Regions from separate parts of the Rattus norvegicus genome. Here regions 1 and 3 are each linked to region 2. A link is a contact called in public Hi-C data. All regions are on one chromosome and are shown on one strand. Each heading gives the region's core, a stretch centred on a gene start, on an enhancer-like site or on the middle of the called end of the contact. The rest is flanking DNA. Distances are from core to core; before and after follow the strand shown.

Evidence for each region. A called contact is a pair of places that touch in the nucleus more often than the background predicts.
Region 1: a contact with region 2 is called in a Hi-C map of liver, with 5 times the contacts expected there. The contact joins two enhancer-like sites. A contact is called at or near these places in 3 of 12 Hi-C or Micro-C datasets (kidney and liver).
Region 3: a Hi-C map of liver shows a contact between it and region 2, with 4 times the contacts expected there. The contact joins two enhancer-like sites. A contact is called at or near these places in 4 of 12 Hi-C or Micro-C datasets (the A7r5 cell line, the Rat2 cell line and liver).

The regions. Positions count from the first base shown.
Region 1 is chr16:62,217,466-62,221,680 of GRCr8, reverse strand. All of the region lies in intron 5 of Dlc1 (DLC1 Rho GTPase activating protein), which reads right to left. Among named protein-coding and RNA genes, the nearest start is that of Dlc1, 220 kb to the right of the region's middle. Within about 2 kb of position 2,955, at least 5 of the 93 cell types and tissues checked have an H3K27ac peak or open chromatin away from gene starts, as enhancers often do. A contact at or near this core is called in liver, where this site is marked.
Region 2 is chr16:62,417,424-62,421,658 of GRCr8, reverse strand. No RefSeq gene overlaps it. Among named protein-coding and RNA genes, the nearest start is that of Trmt9b, 76 kb to the left of the region's middle. Within about 2 kb of position 2,193, at least 12 of the 93 cell types and tissues checked have an H3K27ac peak or open chromatin away from gene starts, as enhancers often do. A contact at or near this core is called in liver, where this site is marked.
Region 3 is chr16:62,278,004-62,282,121 of GRCr8, reverse strand. The region is part of intron 5 of Dlc1 (DLC1 Rho GTPase activating protein); the gene reads right to left. Among named protein-coding and RNA genes, the nearest start is that of Trmt9b, 220 kb to the left of the region's middle. Within about 2 kb of position 1,746, at least 8 of the 93 cell types and tissues checked have an H3K27ac peak or open chromatin away from gene starts, as enhancers often do. A contact at or near this core is called in liver, where this site is marked.

The DNA of each region.
Region 1 (4,215 bases), core at 1,706-4,205, 200 kb after region 2:
ACTGAACAGTGTATGATCCATTTCCCCTTGAGAGTATAGTGTATACTCAGTATCCTCTTGAATATGCAGTATATGATGACTATTCTCTTGACTATATACTGTATTATCAATACCTGTTATCTTGTTCTTAGTCCTATTGCCAGATGATGACATGTTCCGACTTAAAATTTGTTGTTTTCTTTTTAAAACTTGCTTATTCTTTGACAACATCACACAGGTGTGCAATACATTCTGATTTCTTTCCTTCCACTCTCTTTTGTCTCTCTCCCACCTCTGCCAATTCTTCTGCCCTCCCTAGAAATTTCTTATCTATGCTCACGCCTTCTTTATTTGTTTGTGACCCACTATATCTTAAAAGGGCTGTGGGTATGATCATGGGTGTGGACCAATCCATCTGAGCCTAGTGGGCTCACCAGTGGGTGACAACAATGATCCTTCTCCCCAGGCATCCATTAATAGCCAACAGCCCACCCAGAAGAGGTTAATTTCTTTTATTTGCATCCTTTACCCTCTCTACAAAGCAATAGTGAGAAATAATAATACCATTGTTTGGAATATACTAGTAAAATTGGCTCTAATATAAGGTAAGACACAATACTTGAACATCTTTTCAACATCCAGATATGTCTTAATCAATTGGGAAAATTCGTGACAGTAAAAATTCCTATCAGCAAAAATTCCTATATTCTTTGGTAATTTTCCGCATCGATATAAGGAATACCTGCATTGAATAGATAACTCGTAGTCAGACTACTAAAATCAATGGTTGTAGTAAAGTTAAGTCAGGAACTTCAAATAGCTAATCATATTACCTCCATAATCATTAACAAAGAGAAAAAAATGGATACAGGTTCACTTGTTCATGCTCAGCTCGAATTCTCTACTCTTACACAGTTCCGGACCCTCTGCCTAGGGAATGGTGCCCCTCACAGTGGACAGAATGTCCACAGTGATTAACTCAATTAAGACAACCCCCACAGATCAACCCGCTGTAAATAATCCAATGTAAAGTCTCATTGAGACTCTTCCTCAGTGACTTTAAATTTGGTCATGTGGACAACAATAGAAGCAAGGAGCAAACACCACAACCAGAAAGCATTAAGCAAAATAACGCCACATTTTAAGTATATTACATTTAGCACTCTTTTTCTTTTTTCTTAAAAAATTCCAATCACAAATGTACTCTGGAAGTTATTATCAGGCCAAAAAAAAAAAAAAAAAAAAAAAAAAAGAGTCTCGACCTTCACTTTGGACCTTTTAGAAATTCTGTGGGCTCCAAAATCTCTCAGGACAACCTGCTTTCATCCCATAGCTCATGTGTGCTGAAGCCTGAATGTAGTTGTGTATGAAAACTAAAATATTAAAAAGCATAACTTCTAATTTTAGTTCACCCTGATTTCTAAACCAGCCAACAGCCTCCTGGTTTAGATGGTGATGTAGTTTGCATTTTGTTCGCTTAACTTGGAAAAAGTGGTCAACATCTCCTTAAACAGAAAAAAGAAAAAGAGACAAAAAATATGATCTAGCATTCGGGAAGAAGTCTTTTGGTCCCACAAAAAGGAAAAATGCCAGCTACTAGGAAAGATATACTACTAGGCCTGACCTGGAACTGTTGAGAGGACTTCTCTGGGTTTTGGGGATGAACCAGATAAATCTCGTATTTATTCATCTCTATCAGCAACGCTGTGCTCAGGAAGGAGTCTGGCCCAAAAGGGACCCATAGAGCAGTGGAATTATTTAACCTTTATGTTTATGCTGGGCTGGGGAGTGGAGGAAGCAGTGAGCGAATGTGTCTGGAGTGGATGGAGTCCTTAGTGAGTGCATACTGTTGATAATGTACACAGCTACAACAAGGACCCTGATGCCTCAGACCTATGAAAGGCGAAGCCTTCCTCAGGCCCAGGGTGTTAACATTGAGTGTGTCTGTAGGAACTATCAACCACAGCGTCTACTCTACCCCCCTACTGAGATTAGCTAAAACCACCTCCACTTTCACCTGTATCTAATAAACTCAGCCCTCCAACCAGATATATATAATAATAGATTTCTAACCAGCTAAGTTTCCAGAACCAGTGTCTAGGTTCACCGTCTCCCAGCTTTTCCTTTTGTGCTGTCTGTTCTGTTTTCATTTCCTTGTTGTCCCAGGCTGTTTTCCAGGACCAACCACTGCAGAGCCTGGCCCCAGACCGTCCTCCTAACACTTTTCCCCCTAATTTGTGGTCTCCAAGGTGCAGCTCGTATTATGAATGCTACAGGTGAGAGCATGGTTTTCAAAGCTGCATGACACCTTGCTGATGCTACCCCTTACCAATGTGCCTTCTCCCACATCCCTGACAGTGGCCAGTTAAAGATACAATCAGGGATGCGTGTCATCTATCTCTGAGAGCTTGGAATCTGCAATTCTTCTTGAGTAAATGGGGCTTACTTCACTCCATAGGTAGCATTCAGATATCGTACCTATGACAGGTAGGCATGGATTCTGCCTGTCTTTTGTGTGTCAGTGTCCAGTACAGTGTCCGTTATATAATACATGATAAATCTTTGTAAAATGGCCTTAAGGTAACTGACAGGTTTGGAAGCTTCTGGATTGTGTCTCTGAAACTCATTAATGCTTCTTTTCTAACACGTTTCCCTGAATCCTTTAATTTAAAGGAGACTAAAACTAGTAGTATTTACTTCTCAGGATGATTTTGAAGACAAGATGAGAAAATTTCTCTAGACTCTGGCTCCCACCATTTACCATGCAATGCATTTAGCACAGACTCTGGCTCCTACTAGGCATCCGTGTACAATGTCTGCAAATGATGGCAGTCACCTGCTGGCAGCGTCCACCTTCCAATCACAGTCACAGGAGATCTAGCACTAACTCTTCAGCTGAGAAGAGGAACAGTGGTACCGTTACCTCGAGTCTGATTACAATGGGGCGGGAGTACTCCGGCCATGGCTCTTCATCATTAATTCCAGGCAAACACTTGGAGAGATCTGTGTTTACTGAAGACTCACAGAGAATAGTACTGATCAATCAGTCCAGGTCTTCATTGTGACACATGGCTCCAGCATGGATCATGTGGGCCGTGGGTACTCCCTCTTTGAGAAGGACAGATTACTTTAAAAAGTAAGTCAGGGACTGAACCACAAATTGAACAATATTTATGTTCAATCTCGATCTTCCCCTAAATCATTCTTCTGGAGCAGGGAGCTCTGAAAGCCAGCTTTTGCTATATAGTCTCCTTAATCAGTAACATCTGTCCTTCCTACCGAGGTGTAGACATCTAGTTCTTCTGATTACAGAGACCTTTGGTACGTGAGAGTGCCAGCCATTTGTACCACTTTAAATAAATAGGAGAGTTTTGGCTGCTTTGCTCTACAGAATGACGTATGCAGGGCAGCACCCCCCCTTGCCACGTGCGAGCCTTGACATTTAGCACGCTTGCCCCACACCAGAGCGGAGCCGCATGCTGGAAGCTGTAAGGCAGCTGCCACTGCTGCTCTTTGCCATGCTCAGTTCCACCCATCCAGCAGAGTCCAAAGCAGGTCCCAGCAGTGTCCAAAGCAGGTCCCAGCTCGCCTAGGGAGATGTCCAGAGATTGCCTATCTAGTATGACAAGCGGACATGCAAGGCTGACTTCCTCATCAGTGTGCAGAAACAGTTATTCTCTCGACTTCCTCTGGCCGTTCACAAAGGTCTGCTCAAAGGACCATCACTTGCTTTAGGTCTTCCACTGCTGCTCTGTGGAGGTGCACAGCATAAAGTCACACGCTACTGATTTCTTTTTCCTTGTTTGGTGTTGCAATTGGTTCAGCTACTTCTGCTCTCTAGCCCCAGGTAGACCATAGTGACAGTGCGTGAAGCCCCTCAGGAAGTAGGCTGTAAAGGAAAGGCAAGTGGGGGGTGCTACTCCCCAAAAGGAGGCTGTGCTTTCTCAGTATGCCAATGACTCTTCTGAACATGTCCCACTGAGGCTCACTCACCTCCTAATTGTGTGTTATGATGCGGGCACTGCTGGCAGCCCCCTTGCGTGGGTGAGGAACACACTGCTTTGTCCAGCGATATTCAGTGCCAGAGCCACAATCTTTTTATTTTAAGTCTCCCTTTTATTAAAGATATTTTTTTCTCATACAATATATTCTGATTAGTTTGCCCTACCTCTACTCCTCCCATTACTTCCCACCTCTTCTTCATCTAGACCTTTCTGTCTATCGTTAGAAAAGAAC
Region 2 (4,235 bases), core at 944-3,443:
TAGGCTGAGGGGTGACCCCTGGGGATCTGCCTGTTCTCTGCTCTCCAGAACTAAGGTTTTTAATTCTCAGGCCACCTTGCATGGCTTTTAATGCATCCACCACCACACATGGCTTTTAATGTGGGCTCTGGAGAATTGAACTCAGGTCTTTATCTTTGTGTGTTAGGCAATTTATTTGTAGACCTATGAGTCCAGACCTAAAATGTAATAATAATAATAATAATAATAATAATAAACAAATAGCAACAACACCTTCCCTAATACTTGCCAGCAGCTTTCTGCGCACATGACACATAGACAGATATGTCCTCTCCTGGTGCTTGAATACCTTCCGCTTTGGTTTGCAACATGTACACTGTAAATGGCGTTCTGACTAATCTAATGCCATTAGCCTAGGTCGAGTTTGTTTTCCATTATCATCTTTCCCAATTTGTAAACATGGAGAGGCGAGTAAATTGTCACAGTATTTATCTTGTGGAGTTTTATGAGCCTGAGGTTTTTAAAAATATTAAATAAAAACTTAAATATCACCAAACCGAAAAGACCTGTCAAAAACATCTCAACGCCCAATGTGCGTTTACACCGGGGAACGCTGAGCTCTTGGAGCGTAGAAAGTCACACATGTTTGAGAGGGGTACAATTGGTATTGTAAATCACAGCTGGGACTGGCAGAAGGTTTTTGTAAAAGTTGAGAAGGTTTCTTGGAAATATTTAGACCTAAAAAAGCAGAAAAAGCAAACAGAAAAATTGAGGCTGATCAGAAAGTAAACAACTCCCCCCATGTTCTTACCCAGGAGCATAATTACCAACAGACGTCCTACACGAAGAACACAAAAGTCACACGGAAAAATTAGAAACAGGCAGGGACCCCGGTGGAGCGATACGGAAACCAACCCACCCACAAAACTCTCAACCCAAAACTTATCCTGTCTAAAAGAAATGCGGGGGGGGGGGGGGGGGGGAGGAGGGCTGGAGAGATGGCTCAGCTGTTAACAGCACTGGCTGCTCTTCCAGAGGTCCTGAGTTCAGTTCCCAGCAACCACATGGTGGCTCACAACCATCTGTAATGAGATCTGATGTCCCGTTCTGGTGTGTCTGAAGTCAGTGACAGTGTACTCATATACATAAAATAAATAAATAAATAAATAAATAAATAAATAAATAAATCTTTAAAAGAGAGAGAGGGAGAAATGCAGGGACAGGGGATGGAGCAGAGTCTAAGGGAATGGCCATCCAATAACCGGCCCAACTTGAGACCCATTCCATAGGCAAGGACCAATCCCTGACATGATTACTGGAGAAGTGACAGTCAGTCCGGCGACTCTGATCAACATGATACTCTGTTACGCTTGCAGACAGGATTCTAGGACAACTGTCCTCTGAGGGGCTCCACAGACCAACTGACTCATACAGATACAGACAATCACAGTCAAACAGTGGATGGAGCCTGGGGACTGGTATGGAAGAATAGGAGGAAGAAGGATTGTGGACCCTAAGGGGATAGGAACTCTACAAGAAGACCAACAGAGTCAACTAACCTGGACCCTCGGGGCTCTCAGAGACGGAACCACCAACAAAGAACATACACAGGCTAGCACTAGGCCTTCCGGCTCATACGTAGCAGATGTGCAGCTTGGTTTTCATGTGGGTCCTGAACAACTGGAATGGGGGCTAGCCCAAAAGCTGTTCCCTGTGGGATATGTTCTTCTAGCTATGCCTTGTCTGGCCCCAGTGGGAGAGAAGCGCCTAGCCTCCCATAGACTTGAAGTGCCAGGTGAAGGGATATCGGGGAGGGGGGGGGGGCAGCTCAGAGGAGAAGGGGAGGGAGAAAAGGATTGGGGGAGGTGACCAGGAGGAGGACAGTGAACAGGATGTAAAATGAATAACTAAAAAAAAGAAAGAAAGAGAGAAAGAAAGGAAGGAAGGAAGGAAGGAAGGAAGGAAGGAAGGAAGGAAGGAAGAAAGATTAAAAACCAAACGCTTTTCGTGGTTCGGGGATTCTGTAGGTTACAAAAATTTGTTGGGGTCAGTAATAAATTCGACCCTCCTGGAGAACAGGAGAGCTAGGTGCAAGGCTTCCTCCGGTTTTAGCTTGTTTCAGTCAGCAAATTTTCAAATACAGTCAACCAAGCAGTAAAGCTTTAGCCCTTGAGTCGCTAGATGGCGCTAAACCCACTTGTGGAGAACCCGAGGAAGCCATCAGCGTGGGACAACCAAGACTGTAAAACAAGTTTCCTATGTGGTTCCATTTTAAATGTTCATACTCAGATACAGACACAGATGAATTTAAAAAAAAATGCCATTTGGCACATTTAGACCTAATTGAATTTAATAAGAACAGAACAGAACTGGAGAAGTGACAGCCAGCCCAGCGACTCTGGTCAACCTTTGTCAGGACGAAACCCAATCTCCAAACTCTAGAAGCTCCAGGAACAAAACAGGAAGCAAACACACTGTGGACTTTTCTTTGCAGATAAAGCCCGACATTTGTAATATTTGTGTAGAGACAATGGGGCCTGGATAATAAAGGCTCACGGAGAACATGCAAGAGGATAATATAGAATTAACCGAAAAGAAGTTATGAGGGCTTAGAACACATGGACTCACACGGTATCATATCATAAGGGAGGGAACCACGTATTTCAGAACAGCAAGTCGCAGGGAGCAGAAAGTGAACCTTTGAGCCAGAGATTCTGAACCGGAAGGAGCCTCGACAGAAACAGAACTGGGCCAGAAGATGAAATAACTTGCCCAAAATTACTTAGGTCATTAGTGGCAGCTGTGTGAGGAACCCTCGCTGTGGCTAACTGGTGTCTTTTTTGTTTTCTTTTCCATAAGGCACATGTCTAACTGAAACCCCTTCACAGAGGCTAATGAAATGCATGCAGAAGCCTCCCCTCGCTCGCTCTCCACTCTCTGCACACACGTGTACATGTGCACACACATCCACCATTATAAACATATACAGGAAATTGAAGGGAGCCGTTCTGAAGCCTCGGCAGTGCCCAGTCGCTGTTGCCCCAGATAACATATCAAACGCCCGGCTGGAAACGAGCTGCGCTGGCCTTCACACAGGAAGTCTGACTCCAGCTGTTGGCTCCTATTTAACAATCTGCCCCATATTCACAAAGAATGCCAGGACAAAACCACACGAGGGTAAAATAGACAGAAACCAACCGGCGATCTTTTCCTAAGGAAGGGCACTTGAATCCGAGAAGTTTAAAGGGAGGCCTGTTGACTGTGCAGGAAACTTGGTAACTGTGACGTCATTGTCTTATCCAGCCCAGAGAAACAGCCTTTTACAGCAGTTCTTCAAATTAACTCTGACTCAGAGTCACATTTAATCTCGACTGCTCTTAATAGTTCTAATTATCGTTTGATACATTTTGATCCCATGAGAGGCATTGAAGGGACCTTTCCTAGTAGCTACCCCTACATAGAAGCCTTGGGGTAAGACAAGGCTTAGGGTAGGACTGTTTCCAGCCCCTTAAAACAAAATAGGGTGAGTTACCTATTGTCTCATATATCTTCTTTTCAGTGAGGAAGTGAGAGTCTATGGCTTATGGCATAGGAGACCCCATAAACCAGCTGTTCTCAACCTGTGGGTCATATATATATTATATGTCCTATATATCAGATATTTACACTAACATTCATAACTAGAAAAATTATGGTTATGGCATAGCAATAAAAATAATTTTAAGGTTGGGGTCACCATAACATTAGGAACTGTATTAAAGGGTCGCAGCATTAGGAAGGCTGAGAACCACTGCTGGAAACTGTAGGCTATTTTCCCACCCACCTCCCACCCCTCCCCTGGTTTAATTTTCTCTTTTGTCTCAACAGTAGGGGCTTGGCCTCAAGAGAGGAAGGAAAAAATGACCTGGTGCCTCTTTTGCAGTGGGGTCAATTTGGAAGTCTTTATAAGACTAACAGAGACACACATATCCATCTCAGAACTCACCATACTCTTAAAAGCTGAAAATTACAAACCCAGGCCTGTAAACCCAGCCAGCCCTCGAGGGGACGAGGCAGGAGGATCAGGAGTTCAAGGTTGTCTTCTGCTACATGGCAAGTTCAAAGTCAGCTAGGCTACTGCAGACCTGATCTCATTAAACAAAGACAACAGAAGCGTCTAAACGTAAAGCAGTCAGTTGCCTTTTATCCATTCCAAGACCCCAGAGGGTGCCTAAAACTCAAGAGTAGAATTTTGTGCATTTTAAAAAAAAATATTT
Region 3 (4,118 bases), core at 497-2,996, 140 kb after region 2:
GCAGTTTAATGATTAAGAAGAAAATCAATTTCCATCACGGAGACATTTGGACTCCATCCCTCCCCCTCGTTGTTTTCTGTTCTAATAGAGTCACTTTGGATCAGTCGTCCTCAACCTGCGCATCTAGACCCCTTTTATGGGGGTCACCTAAGGCCACTGGAAAACACATACTTACATTATGATTTGTGACAGTAGCAAAATTACAGTTACGAAGTAGCAATGGAAATAATCTTATGGTCAGGGAGTCATCACCACATGAGGATCTGAGTTAAAAGGTCGTGGTGTTAGGAAAGCCGAGAACCACCGCTTTGGATGCGGGATGTAAAACGCTTGGCTGCTGGGGCCATGTGACCTGGTCCCTGTTCTCCACATTCAATGTTTACTTCACTTCCCACACAATGAGTTTACAACTATCCACAGGGAAGCACTTTGCTCATTTCTTTGCGCTCCTTTTCAAGGCGAGGTAGAGATTTCAATGTTCATTAATCTTCCAACAATACCAGTCCACAGCGGCCTCCTTTGGGACAGTCACTTCACACACACCGTGCCTCCACTTGCCCTTCCTTAAGATAAGACAGATTCTGTAGCACATACGATGCATTTGCTTACTGTAAACTACTTCATTGTTTTTAAAAGCCTTTATTTTATGTTGTAAGATATTAACGGGAACTCATACCAAATGTCAATAAACACAGGGCCTAGTAGTTTTTCTGAATAGTTTATTGCGATGGTTTCTTTTCTTTTTTCTTTTCCTGAAACAATATAGGTATAGTTCAGCAGGAATGGCGAACGGAGAATTTCAGTTGGATATTGAGAAGAGGAAAAGGGAGCACATGTGACAAGTGTCTGGGCTCCTACTACTGTCTCTGGGCTCTACGTTGTCTAACCTAGGCCCTCTCTGGAGGTAACATTTGCATATGCGTCTGAAGCAGTTCTGTTCACATTACCTCTAGGCTCCACCCAACAGTTTCCTGGCAACAGCCAGGTAGGCCTGGCTTGCTATAAAAGGGGCTGTTTGACCCCACTCCTTATTCGCTCCCCCACCTTCCCACCCCTGTCCTTCTCTGCCTCTACTTCTCAACTCCCCTTCCCATGTCCCAAATAACCCTATTTTATATTATACCCTATTCTCTGTAAACTCTATTCTAGTCTATATCTTGGGGGAAGGACTGCCTCAGCATGGGTCCGAGAAGGCACCCCTCCCACCTCACCGTACCCTACAAAACGTATCCAGGCTCTCTTTTTATAAAACATAACAGGCTTTCCAAAGGCTGCTGTATCAGAGTTTTGGTCCTCAGAAGCCAGTGATATTTTAAGAAGTTTTGAAAACGTTGGGAGCTGGGCCTTGCTGAAGGAAATAGGTAGCTGAGGGCGTGGCTTTAGGTTGTACCAGTCTACCAGCCTTTTCCTCTTCCCCCCCTTTCCCTTCCCCTCTATTTCCTCTTGTCTCCTCTCACCTTCCCTTCTCCTCCCCTCCCCTCTCCTCCCTCTTCTCCCTTCTGCTCCCCTCCTGACCCTTCTTCCCCTTCTCTCCCTGCTTCCTCAAGACTTTCTGCCTCTGACTGCTTCTGTCTCTGTCTCCGCCGCCATCCTCTTCCTCCCTGCTAGATCGAAATCTCTAAAACTAAGAACCAGAGTAAATCTGCCTTCCTTTAAAGCGCTTCTCTTAGGTATTCTGTGGCAGCGAGAGGGCAATGAATACTAGAGATCCTATAGTCCGCGAGCATGAAGAAACTGAAACAGACAAACAGGACCTGTGTCCAGGACAAGCACGCCGAGTCTGTACTAACACAGCTTGATAGGGTCGATGGGTGTCACATCTTCTCTTCTTGCCAACTTTATTCTAAGAATATCTTTCCCTTCCTCTATACTTAGTTATAAACACAGGCTCCTACTTTTTAAGACAAAGGTTCAGAGTTATGGACAGAGAGGAAATTCCTTTAAAAATAGCTTTGTGATAGGACTTCTATCGTGTTCCTTAAGCGAAATGGTTTTTTTTGTTTGTTTTTTATTGTTGTTTTGTTTTGTTTTTTGGCACAACAAAATAAAATGGATAGAAAATAACATGGTAAGAAAGCAGGTTTGTAGTTTATATTGATTGTCAGTCTAATCTCTTCACAAGAGGAGTTCAGAGTCACCTTCACGGCTGCTGTTGCTTTGGGGAGCATCTGTAGGACCCTTGTGTACAGCCATAACATTAGTGCTTCTTGGATCTTTGATGTGCATTGGGTCGACAGAACTGTTACGATCACAGTTTTGTTGTGGAGACAAAAATGCGCAATAGAGGGCTGGAGAGTGCTCAGTGGTTAAGAGCACTGTCTGCTCTTCCAGAGGTCCTGAGTTCAAATCCCAGCAACCACATGGTGGCTCACAACCATCTGTAATGAGATCAGATGCCCTCTTCTGGTGTGTCTGAAGACAGCTATAGTGTACTTACATATAATAAATAAATCTTAAACAAAAAAGTTCTTTAAAATGCGCAGTAGAAACGTCTCTGATTAAGGAGAATCTCAGGGCTGGGGATTTAGCTCAGTGGTAGAGCGCTTACCTAGGAAGTGCAAGGCCCTGGGTTCGGTCCCCAGCTCCAAAAAAAAAAGAACCAAAAAAAAAAAAAAAAAAAAAGGAGAATCTCACTGTCAAGGGAGAGATGTTCCAGGACTCATTCAGCCTATTAATCCCCTAAGGTTCCCTCCACAGCCATTGATGCACCAGGTTTTCAGGCTGTACTCACTGACCATTAAGAAGCTGGGGGCAGCACTGGCCCGGACAAGAGTAGCTGACTTCCAGATCTATTCACTTTCAGTTATTTGTGGGTCAAGGTAAGGAGAACTTCAAACCAGGTGAAGGTTAAACACACTGTTTCCTGTAGACTTTCAAGTTAGCATTAGCTTTCTGTTGATAAGCTCTGATAGGCAAAGCTCAAATTCCAGAGTTTAAAGGAGAGAGAGAGAGAGAGAAAAAAAAAAACAACCTAACTTTTAAACCTAGAAATAAATAATTATAGACCATCTCAGGGTGATTTTTAACTCTTTTACACGTTCCAAACACATACAGACGCACGTACGCTCACAGGTTTTAGAAGCAGTAAAGTATTTTATGGAGCTCAAGTCATAGCTATTTCGTTTCATTATGAGCAGGGTATGTTACAAATAAAATAAATCACCAGCAAATAAAACGCTGTGCTTTAATGATCTGAAAACATGACCTCCTTTTTAAAGAGTTGCTCGGTATTTTGCCGATCTCACCAATTACCTGTCGCACTCTGGCTGGAAATTCTGAACCGTTCCATTCCTTTATTAACTCGGCCGGAGAACTGTTTTTAACTTTTTATGAGAATGCCTGTGGTCAGATTCCTCCGTTGACTTTGCAGATGACTAAGGGGAGAGAAGGCTTTCCACATCAGTTAGTAATAGAAGCACCTGTCTTGTATTTTTGCACTGTAACTATAAACCGGCATCCTAATTGGCTTGTTTCTTAACACCTTCTTGATCGTGTTGCCTGAACCCAGCCAGTCTCGAAGCAGAGCCATTTGTAATCACATGTTCCGCCGAAACGGTTATAGACCAGATGGCAAGATTGGGTGGGCAGAGGCCAGAGGGGAGAGAGATCCCAAATCCCCTCCGCCAAAAAAAATCTGCATCGCAAATTCTAATTTTAGACTGGGAAATGAAGTTAATGGCAGTCTGCAGTTGGCTGGTGTCAAGCCTTTGTCTTTCTGAGGATGCCTATTACTTACTCTAAGGTAGGGGGTCTTGGGAAGATGGTCTGTGAACAGTGACTGCATTATGGTCCACTGGAGAGAATAGGATTAGCTTCTGTTTTCTGATGTTCGATGTTTTGACAATAGAAGGGTGAAACCAAACTTTTCAAACACTTAATTTAAGCGGGTCAAGCGCTGGTTTGCGCTGCCTCCCGCATGGCACCGTGCGCTCACGAGAACCAAATCTGTTAGGGAAGACTGAGGCCCTGGACAAGCCAGCAGAGCTTTTTGGTCATCCACTGGCTTGCAGGTGAGCTTCAGGTCCCTTACAGTCAAGCTGAGACAAGTGGCAGATGCATCTCACTTGGAGCTTAGCTAAAGGATAAGACGATGAAGAACAAGACGTTGCTGGTATCCC